2 separate regions of the Gossypium arboreum genome follow, and region 1 is linked to region 2. The links are chromatin contacts, called in public Hi-C maps. All regions are on one chromosome and are shown on one strand. The core of a region is the stretch at or near the end of the contact, and the rest is flanking DNA. Distances in the headings are between cores, read along the strand shown.

Region 1 (4,399 bases), core at 759-3,258, 140 kb before region 2:
GATATATGGATCCTTGTGTATTATATTTAAAATTAAATGTAATTTGTGTAGATAAAATAAATTAAGATTAAAATGAAGATCAATCTAACTGAATGTTTAAAAGTTATTAGATTTATAAATATTTTATAGGTTAAATGATCCTATTAATATTCAATATTTTTATATGATATAATATTACCTTTTTTGAAAATACAATTACGATACCAATAAAATGATTAGTATTATATTATGCGATATTAAGTATTGGTTATTAAAAATAATTTTCATATAAATTCAAAAATTTGTCGAAAACTTCAATATAAAGTTATTGTGTGAAATGATTAAGATAGTAATTTTAATGTTGTAATTTCAAATAATTGAAGTAATGAGAAAATTTGAAGGTTAATTGAGTAAATTTAAATTGCACAAGTAATTATATATCAAAGTAGGTTTAACCTAAACCCAAAGATGACACTAATCCTAAATAATTTAAAATCAAAATGACTCAAATTTAAAATAATTTGGACTAATGATCCAAAATAACTTGAACCAAAAGAGTAAACTCAAAATATTCAAACTCAAGATAATCTGAAAATTTTAAAAACCTATATTAATTGATTTCAGTGATAGGTTTTGATCATGTTTACTCTTTTTAATACAATTTCTAGAATTATCCATAGTCCCTCCCAATCCATAAATAGGAAGATAATCCACTTGAGTGTATTCTAATTCACGTCCTCTTACATTGACAATAATATCTTTGCTAATTGAGATAAAACTTAGTCGAGATCGGTATGAAGTGAATTCTACTAACAAGTCTAAATTAAACTTATGGCTTTTTTGGGTCATGATAGAACCAATTAGCAATATTTGCAACAATTAGCCTAACCTCGAATAACCCATCCTTTATTTTCTCTATATTCGTCTTTTATTTTTCATTTCAGAAATTCCTTATATATCTAGCATTTGAGTCTAAAACTAAACAGGATCCGAGGTTACAAGTAAGATATATGTTTCATTTCAATCCTCAATATTGGCCCCAAGAATGTGGAAAACAACCAAAGATGTCTCATATGTATCTTTGTTAATTTGTTTTCTTCCTTTGTCCATTTGCGGTTTGTTCTTTTTCTAACTTTGAATTTTTCAATCAAAGCGTAGAAGCAACTGAAATTCTAAAACAAACTCATTCCATGGTTACATCATGCGTAATTATTATGAATGGATGTTTAGTTTATTTATATGCGAATTATATATATTTTAATTTAAATATGATTATTAACTAATAACATCGTAGAAAGTAATAAGAAAATCAAATTTCGTCAAATTAAAATATAAAAATTTTATCTTAAATTCCGATAATATATTTCTCTGTATTATGTTATTACATCATGAAAAAAATAAAAATAAAAGAGACGTTTGATTTCATCATAGACAAATATAGCAAAACAATGCCCTAAAACAAAGAACAATGGCTACAATTAAAAAGGGTTACATTTCAGTAACCAAAGCTTCTTCAAGCAAACTCTTTGAACTTTTCATCAAAGCAGGACTTAACCTAAACATCAAAGTACAAAACTCCATCTCATCCAACCCACCATCACCATTCAAATCCCCCTCCCTCAACATACAAACCACTTCATCATCATCCATATCTTGTAACCCTAACAAAGCCAAATTCCTCTTCAAGCTCTCAAATGTTATCATCCCTTTCTCCCCATCCATTAACAACCTAAACCCATTGCATAGCTCTTTCATAAACCCTTCTGCACCTAACTTATCCACCATGGCAGGGAAGAAATCCTCGAACACAATAGCATCTGCCATGTTTATTCTTTTTGAGAAATTTTCAAGTGCATGCTATTTAGGCAACTAGGCGTGTAGGGTATTTATAACTTCATGTATATAAGAAAAGGATTGCTGATGACAATGAATGTACAGGTAAGAGGAAGGTTGTTGCAGGCGGCGTTTTGTTGGTGGGGGGTATATAAGTTCATGGCCGGCTTCGTTTTGAAAACGTTCTCTTTCCTCGAAGTTGCATGGGGGGAGGTACCAATTGGTGACGACGGTATTTATTCTTAAAAAAGGATTTGGATTTATACGTGTAATTGCTTGCTTGGAAGTTGGACAACATTTGTTTGTCTAGTTTTGAGCCACTAGCAAATGTGTACATAATCGGACTTTGCACGTCACTATCATCATCAGATTGTGTCACCTATTGATGAATTTTGAAGTGAATTGGCGAATGTGTTGGGAGGGAAACACACGAAACCTAGTTTTATGCGTTTTCCATAAGTGGTACTAGGTATAAAATTTGGTTATGGTAATGTTGATTGGGTAAAAATTTGAGATTTAATTTTTATATTTTAATTTAATCTAAATTGGTACTATTTTTATAAGATTATTAGTTAGTTTAAGTTGCTAACACCATTTGCTATTCACATTGATAGGGTTGAAGCCAGAAATTTTTCTTAGGGCTAAACTATAATTTTACTATATATTAACTTATGATTTTATAAATTTTGGGATTTGGGGGTTTGCTTGCCCTTTTCTTTCCCCTCTTTTCGCCCTTACACATTGATGAGAAATTCCTCTTGCACATTGATAAGAAATTTTAAAATTTCAAAATTTAACATAGTAAAGGTATTAGGATTATTTCAAAATTTAACATAATTTGACTGATAAATTTTTTATATATTTAAAAAATCCTACTTCGAATAAGTTAGATGAGTCGCTTTCCTCTCAGCATGAAAAGCACTGCTGCTAAGGATATGTACCATGGGAATAAGAATAGTCGAAAAATATCTTTTCAAATATTCTCACACCTTCCAAATTGTGATTATATTTATAAGCTTTAAAGATAATCAATCATTAGGTTGGTCCACTGATTATCATTATTATTATTTTGGGTAATAGATTATCATTTTGTTTTATATTTTTATTTTTAAGAATTTAATTTTTTATTTTTAAATTTAAAATTTAAGTTTTATTGTTAACAATGTTAAAATTTTTTGTTGTTATAGCATATTGAAAAAAAATAAAAACCTCACTTAGTAGCCATGTGATAAAAAAGATGACATTATAATGGACTTAAATAACTAAATTTAACAAATAAAATTTAACGATTTAACAATTCTTAAAAGTCACATCAACATTTTAGTTAGAACAAAGTATTTAGGCTAATTAATGACATTGTGAAAGTTAAGGTACCAAATTATGTAAAAATTAAAGTATAAAAATTAAATGTTGAGCATAGTATAAGGATCAAAACTAAAATTTAACCATTATTATATAATCTCAAAAAGTAGACGGATCATAGTTGAAATTTAACCATTATTTTATCATGTAAAAAAAAAGCTTAACTTAAACCGATGTAATGTAAGACCTTAGGACCTTTCTTTTATATATAGTTTATAGACTATGATGATGGTAATGTCTAATTAAGGAATTATAATTCTCACAAATAATGTTTTGTTATTGTTGGTAAAAAAATGAGACCCATCAAAATTTAAGATTTATTATACGTAATAATTATGGATAGATTTTATCATGTTATATTTAGGTATTAAATTGGTTCTCCTAGTTGCTTTTAACATATTTATAATTTGTTTTGTATTTATATATATTTGTAACCTAAGGGTAATGCTTTCAGATTTCAGGTAATTTCCTTTGGGTGATTCTATGTACATTGACCATGAAATTAATTGGGGGTAGAATGATGCTTGTTAATCCGGTTAATAATGAGAAACTTCATATGAGAGTTCCATGGAAAATTTTATAAATTAGTATAATGAAAATAAATAGGGTTGTAACTAAATTATAAAATATTAAAAGTCAAAATGAAAAATTTTATAGATCTTTAAAGAATTTTCAATTTCAAAGACCAATAAGGCCTAAATGAAATTCTAATTATGGTACCATACTAGCTAATCCTCTTTAAAAGAATAAGACCTTGTATTTCGGATCAATATATAATTCTTTTTGAATAATTTCATTCTAGGTTCTGATTATATTTAGTTTTTTCTCATAATGTTTAGAACTACTCATAGTTCATTTCTAACCCATAAATTGAAAGAAAATGCGCTTCAACACACTCGTACCCATGTCCCTTACATTAACAACAATACCCATGCTAATCGAACTAAAATTCAATCTACAAAACATTATATAACTCTTAATAACAAAACAATTGAATAATCCCACCACTTCCTTGAGATCAATCTCCTAGAGGCTTTCAATACCATTGTGCGAACCTTCATCCTCCTTTTTAATCTAAACCTTATATAAATTGTAATGTTGAGTAATCCCACGTTTGTAAGAAATGTAAAAATGAAAATGAGTACATATGATAACCCATATTGCAATGCCTTCAACTTGCATCCATGATAACACAATGCGAAAAATAAGCAAAGCCTCCATTTAG
Region 2 (4,232 bases), core at 4-2,503:
TTCTAAATAATGGTTCTTCCTTCCAAAAAAAAAAAAAGTGTTCCTAACCTTTTTTTACCTATTTTAAGTAAACTTTTTTTTATATATCTTCCATTGCATTCAACATCAATATTTTACCTTAAAGGGTAAAATGATTGAAGGATGTTTATGATATTTTTACCAAAAGATAGGGGGTAAAAAATAAAGTAAGTGAAATAATTGAAGGGTGTTTATAGTATTTTCACCAAATCATATAGGTCCAATTGCGACCTCCAAAAAAGGCAGCCCATTTTGAAATTAACAGCTGCCAGCCACCTTCAAATTGTTTAATTGCATTAACAGTTACTTTTCTTTTAGCACAAAAAAAATCATTATACTAATTGAAGTTTATTCTTATCTCCTTTAATTTTGTTGTTTTCTTTTTAACTATTAAAAGCAATTTGTTCTCTCTCTATTTAATATTATTGGAAGCTTATAATTCCACTTTATTTGGTCCTTTGACGGCATAGTATTATATTTGCATCCCATCTGACTATTTTAGAAAATCGAGGTAGAGAAAAGGGTCTAATTTTTCCTCTAGTCCCTAACTCTTTGAATTTTTTAAATTTATTCTTTCTACTCTTAATTCCAAGAAGTTAATGTCTTTGGTTGTTTAATCTAAAATTGAAGTCGAAGGTTAACCAAGTTCTGTTAAATTTGAATAAAATTATACTATAATAATGTCATTCATTATGTGACTTTCACCCATTAATTGAGTCTCAACTTAGTTAGAAAATTATCAAAAACTTATTTTTATAAAATAAATTATATTATTATCAAGATTTTTTATTTTATATTTTCACTCACATCGTAATTGTGTTGTACTCAAATCAAACAAGAAGTAATATGTTTTTAAAGTCTAAAAGTACAAAGATGTATAAAACTCTAAAAGTTAAAATATGCTAAAGTATTTGAACTCTTCATAAATTCGGATTTAGTTCAATTACTTTTGTTTCTAAGAATTTACTCTTTTACTTTTCAAGTTTCAAAATTCAAATTCATTACAATGTTATTTTTAGTTAAATTGCTACAAGTGAGTTTTTTTTTTATTTCAAAATGTCACACTAACCAATTTAACAAAACCTGAATCTTGAAATGAAAGGGATTAAATCCCTAAAAATATAAGTATAAGGATTAAATTTCGAATTTGTGCAAAGTACAAGTACCTATGACATAAGTTAACCAACTCTAAAACAACCAACTCTGACATGTTGCTTGTCAGCACATGGTGTAATGTGTAAAATATTTTAACCCAAAACCATTGTATCTATACTCATATTCATTATGAATTTATTGCTTCTAAGATTGATAAACAACAATGGTGGTTGCCTCAAAAAAAAAAAAAAAGATTCGAGCTTGTCAAAGCCATGTGGTATAGAACTTAAAAGTATGTCAATTTTCTTGTCTAATTACCTAACCGTACAAACCTTTGTGATTCCTCGTTCAATAGTTTTCCTTTTTGGTCAAAACTTCAAACCGAATAAATCCTGTCACAAACGTGTTTGTTACAGTGTGTGAGCAGCATATACTTTTAGTCTCTTAAAACCCTTCGCATGTTTTTTTTTTTTTTTGTTGTTGTTGTTCAAAATCTCTGCTTTTCTCATGTTATGGAAACCAACATGAAAAACCCAGTTTCTGGTTTTCTGGTTTCATTGATCTATGTTCTGTATTTTGCTCAGTTTTGTTGTGCTGTTGATACAATCAGACAAGGAGAAAGTGTTGCAGATGGCGGCGATAGTTTAGTGTCTGAAAATGAAACATTTGAACTAGGGTTTTTCAGTCCTGAAAACTCAACTTTCAGATATGTTGGAATTTGGTATAGGGTTGATGTGAAAACAGTTGTATGGGTTGCAAATAGAGACAACCCAATACCAACCAAGAATGGTGTTTTAAGGATTGGGGTTGATGGTAACTTAGTTGTTCTTAATGGGAACACTAATTTGGTTTGGTCATCTAATCTTACAGGTTTATCAAACAACACAGCAGCAATTCTCAGGGATACAGGCAATTTAGTGTTATCAAACACTGATACAAGTAAAGTTCATTGGCAAAGCTTTGAACATCCAACTGATACATTTTTGCCTGGTATGAGAGCACCAGTAAGTTCATTAATAGGTGAGTTTCATGTTTTTAGATCATGGAAATCAAGTAATGATCCTTCGTTAGGGAATTTCACTATGGGTGTTGATCCTAATGGTGGTCCACAAATTATTATATGGGATCAAAATAAGGGAAGAAGATGGAGAAGTGGGCAATGGAATTCAGTGATCTTTACAGGGATACCTAACATGAGTGATATTGCTAGTTTCTTGTATGGGTTTAAGTTATCACAACCTGATGAAAATAGGACACAATATTTCACATATGATCCTTCAAGCCCTTCCGATTTGTTGAGGTTTAGGTTAACTTGGGATGGAAGGGAACAACAATCGAGGTGGGACGATGATCGGAAAATGTGGACCGTTATGCAGACACAGCCGGATCCGGGTAATGTATGTGACCTGTATAACCATTGTGGTAACCATGCTACTTGTGATAACTTTGAAGCTGTGAAATGTAGTTGTATAGATGGGTTTAGGCCAAAGTCCCCAGATCAATGGAGTAAAGGGAATTGGTCGGGTGGTTGCGAACGGCGGATCGAATTGCAGTGCCAGAGGACTAATGGTAGTGCAGGGGAAGATGGGTTTAAAGGATTAAAGCACGTAAAGTTACCTGATTCGTCAAACTTGTTGTTGTCTGCTGGTAATATAGATGCTTGTGAAACAAGTTGCTTGGGGAATTGTTCGTGTACCGCGTATGCGTTTATTTCTGGAATTGGATGTATGACATGGGAAGGGGATTTGGTTGATCTTCAACATTTGGATGAAGCTGCAAATTTACAATTCTTCTACCGCGTCCATCGTTCGGAATTAGGTATGTTCATTAGAAGTTTTATTGCAGTTACTACATCTTGTACAACTTTTGTGATAGATTAACACCATTCTTTTTCGGCTTCTTATCGTAGATGGCAGTCGGAAGATATCCAACATTGTGATAATTATAATCTCTGTGTTGGGGGCATGCTTCTTGGTGGTCACCATATGGTTACTATGGAGATACAAGAAGCAGCTTAGAGGTGAGTTTTCTCCTTCAAAAAAGGTCATCTATGTCCATTTCAGGTCAGGGTATTAATTTGTTTTCTTCGGACTCTTTTCGTTTAGGTTTGCCTGTAGTTTCATCGATGCCGTGTTGCAAGGAGGATGACGTAGCGGTTATTAACGAGTCCAAGAACAAAGAATTTTCAGCAGATCTATCAGGAGGACCAGTTGACATACTTATAGACGGGAGTCAAGTTAACGAACCGGAGTTAACCGTCATTAACTTCAGTAGTTTGGCAGCTGCAACGAAGAACTTTAGTGAAGCAAACAGGCTTGGACACGGAGGTTTCGGTACCGTATACAAGGTGAATTTCATTTCTTCAACTAATTGCAAAACTATAATGTGTAAGTTATTATCATAGATCGGATTGACTGTAATAACACTTACTGTTTACGTTTATCACCAGGGAGAGCTACCCGGTGGCCAAGAAATAGCTGTAAAGCGGCTTTCGGGACAGTCAGGGCAAGGCCTAGAAGAGTTCAAAAATGAGATTATATTGATTGCTAAACTGCAACATAGGAATCTTGTTAGACTATTAGGCTGTTCCATTGAAGGGGATGAAAAGATGTTGATTTATGAATACATGCCTAATAAAAGCTTGGACTATATTCTTTTTGGTATGTTCCTAATCATGCCTAAATTTTCATTAAATTTTGTACTGAAAACTTGTGATTTTAACTGATAAAACTTTGTATGCCAGATGAAACCAAGCAAGCAAAGCTAGATTGGCGAACCCGATTCGGCATCATTGAAGGCATTGCAAGAGGACTCCTTTATTTACATCGAGATTCAAGGCTTCGAATCATTCATAGAGACTTGAAAGCCAGTAACATCTTGTTGGACGCTGAAATGAATCCGAAGATTTCAGACTTTGGCATGGCTAGGATCTTTGGGGGAAACCAAAATGAAGCGAATACGATTCGAGTCGTTGGCACATAGTAAGCAAAAATACAAAACAATACATGTTTATAGATATTAAAATGTCAATAGCTTTGAAAGATCTAAACGCTTTCTTTAATGGTTTTAAAATTGCAGTGGATATATGTCACCTGAATATGCAATGGAAGGATTATTTT

Evidence for each region. Hi-C and Micro-C count contacts between places; a contact is called where the count stands out from the background.
Region 1: a contact with region 2 is called in a Hi-C map of leaf, with 4 times the contacts expected there. The contact joins the promoter of LOC108488834 here to the promoter of LOC108465237 in region 2. A contact is called at or near these places in 3 of 5 Hi-C or Micro-C datasets (all in leaf).

The regions. Positions count from the first base shown.
Region 1 is chr10:1,764,498-1,768,896 of ASM2569848v2, reverse strand. LOC108488834 (calcium-binding protein KRP1-like) reads right to left here and starts at 2,008. Exons shown (of 1, transcript XM_017793116.2): 1 at 1,318-2,008. The coding sequence starts at 1,803. The coding sequence ends at 1,468.
Region 2 is chr10:1,622,316-1,626,547 of ASM2569848v2, reverse strand. LOC108465237 reads left to right here and starts at 1,253. Exons shown (of 14, transcript XM_053019913.1): 1 at 1,253-2,931; 2 at 3,023-3,133; 3 at 3,219-3,460; 4 at 3,563-3,773; 5 at 3,857-4,094; 6 at 4,192-4,232. The coding sequence starts at 1,572.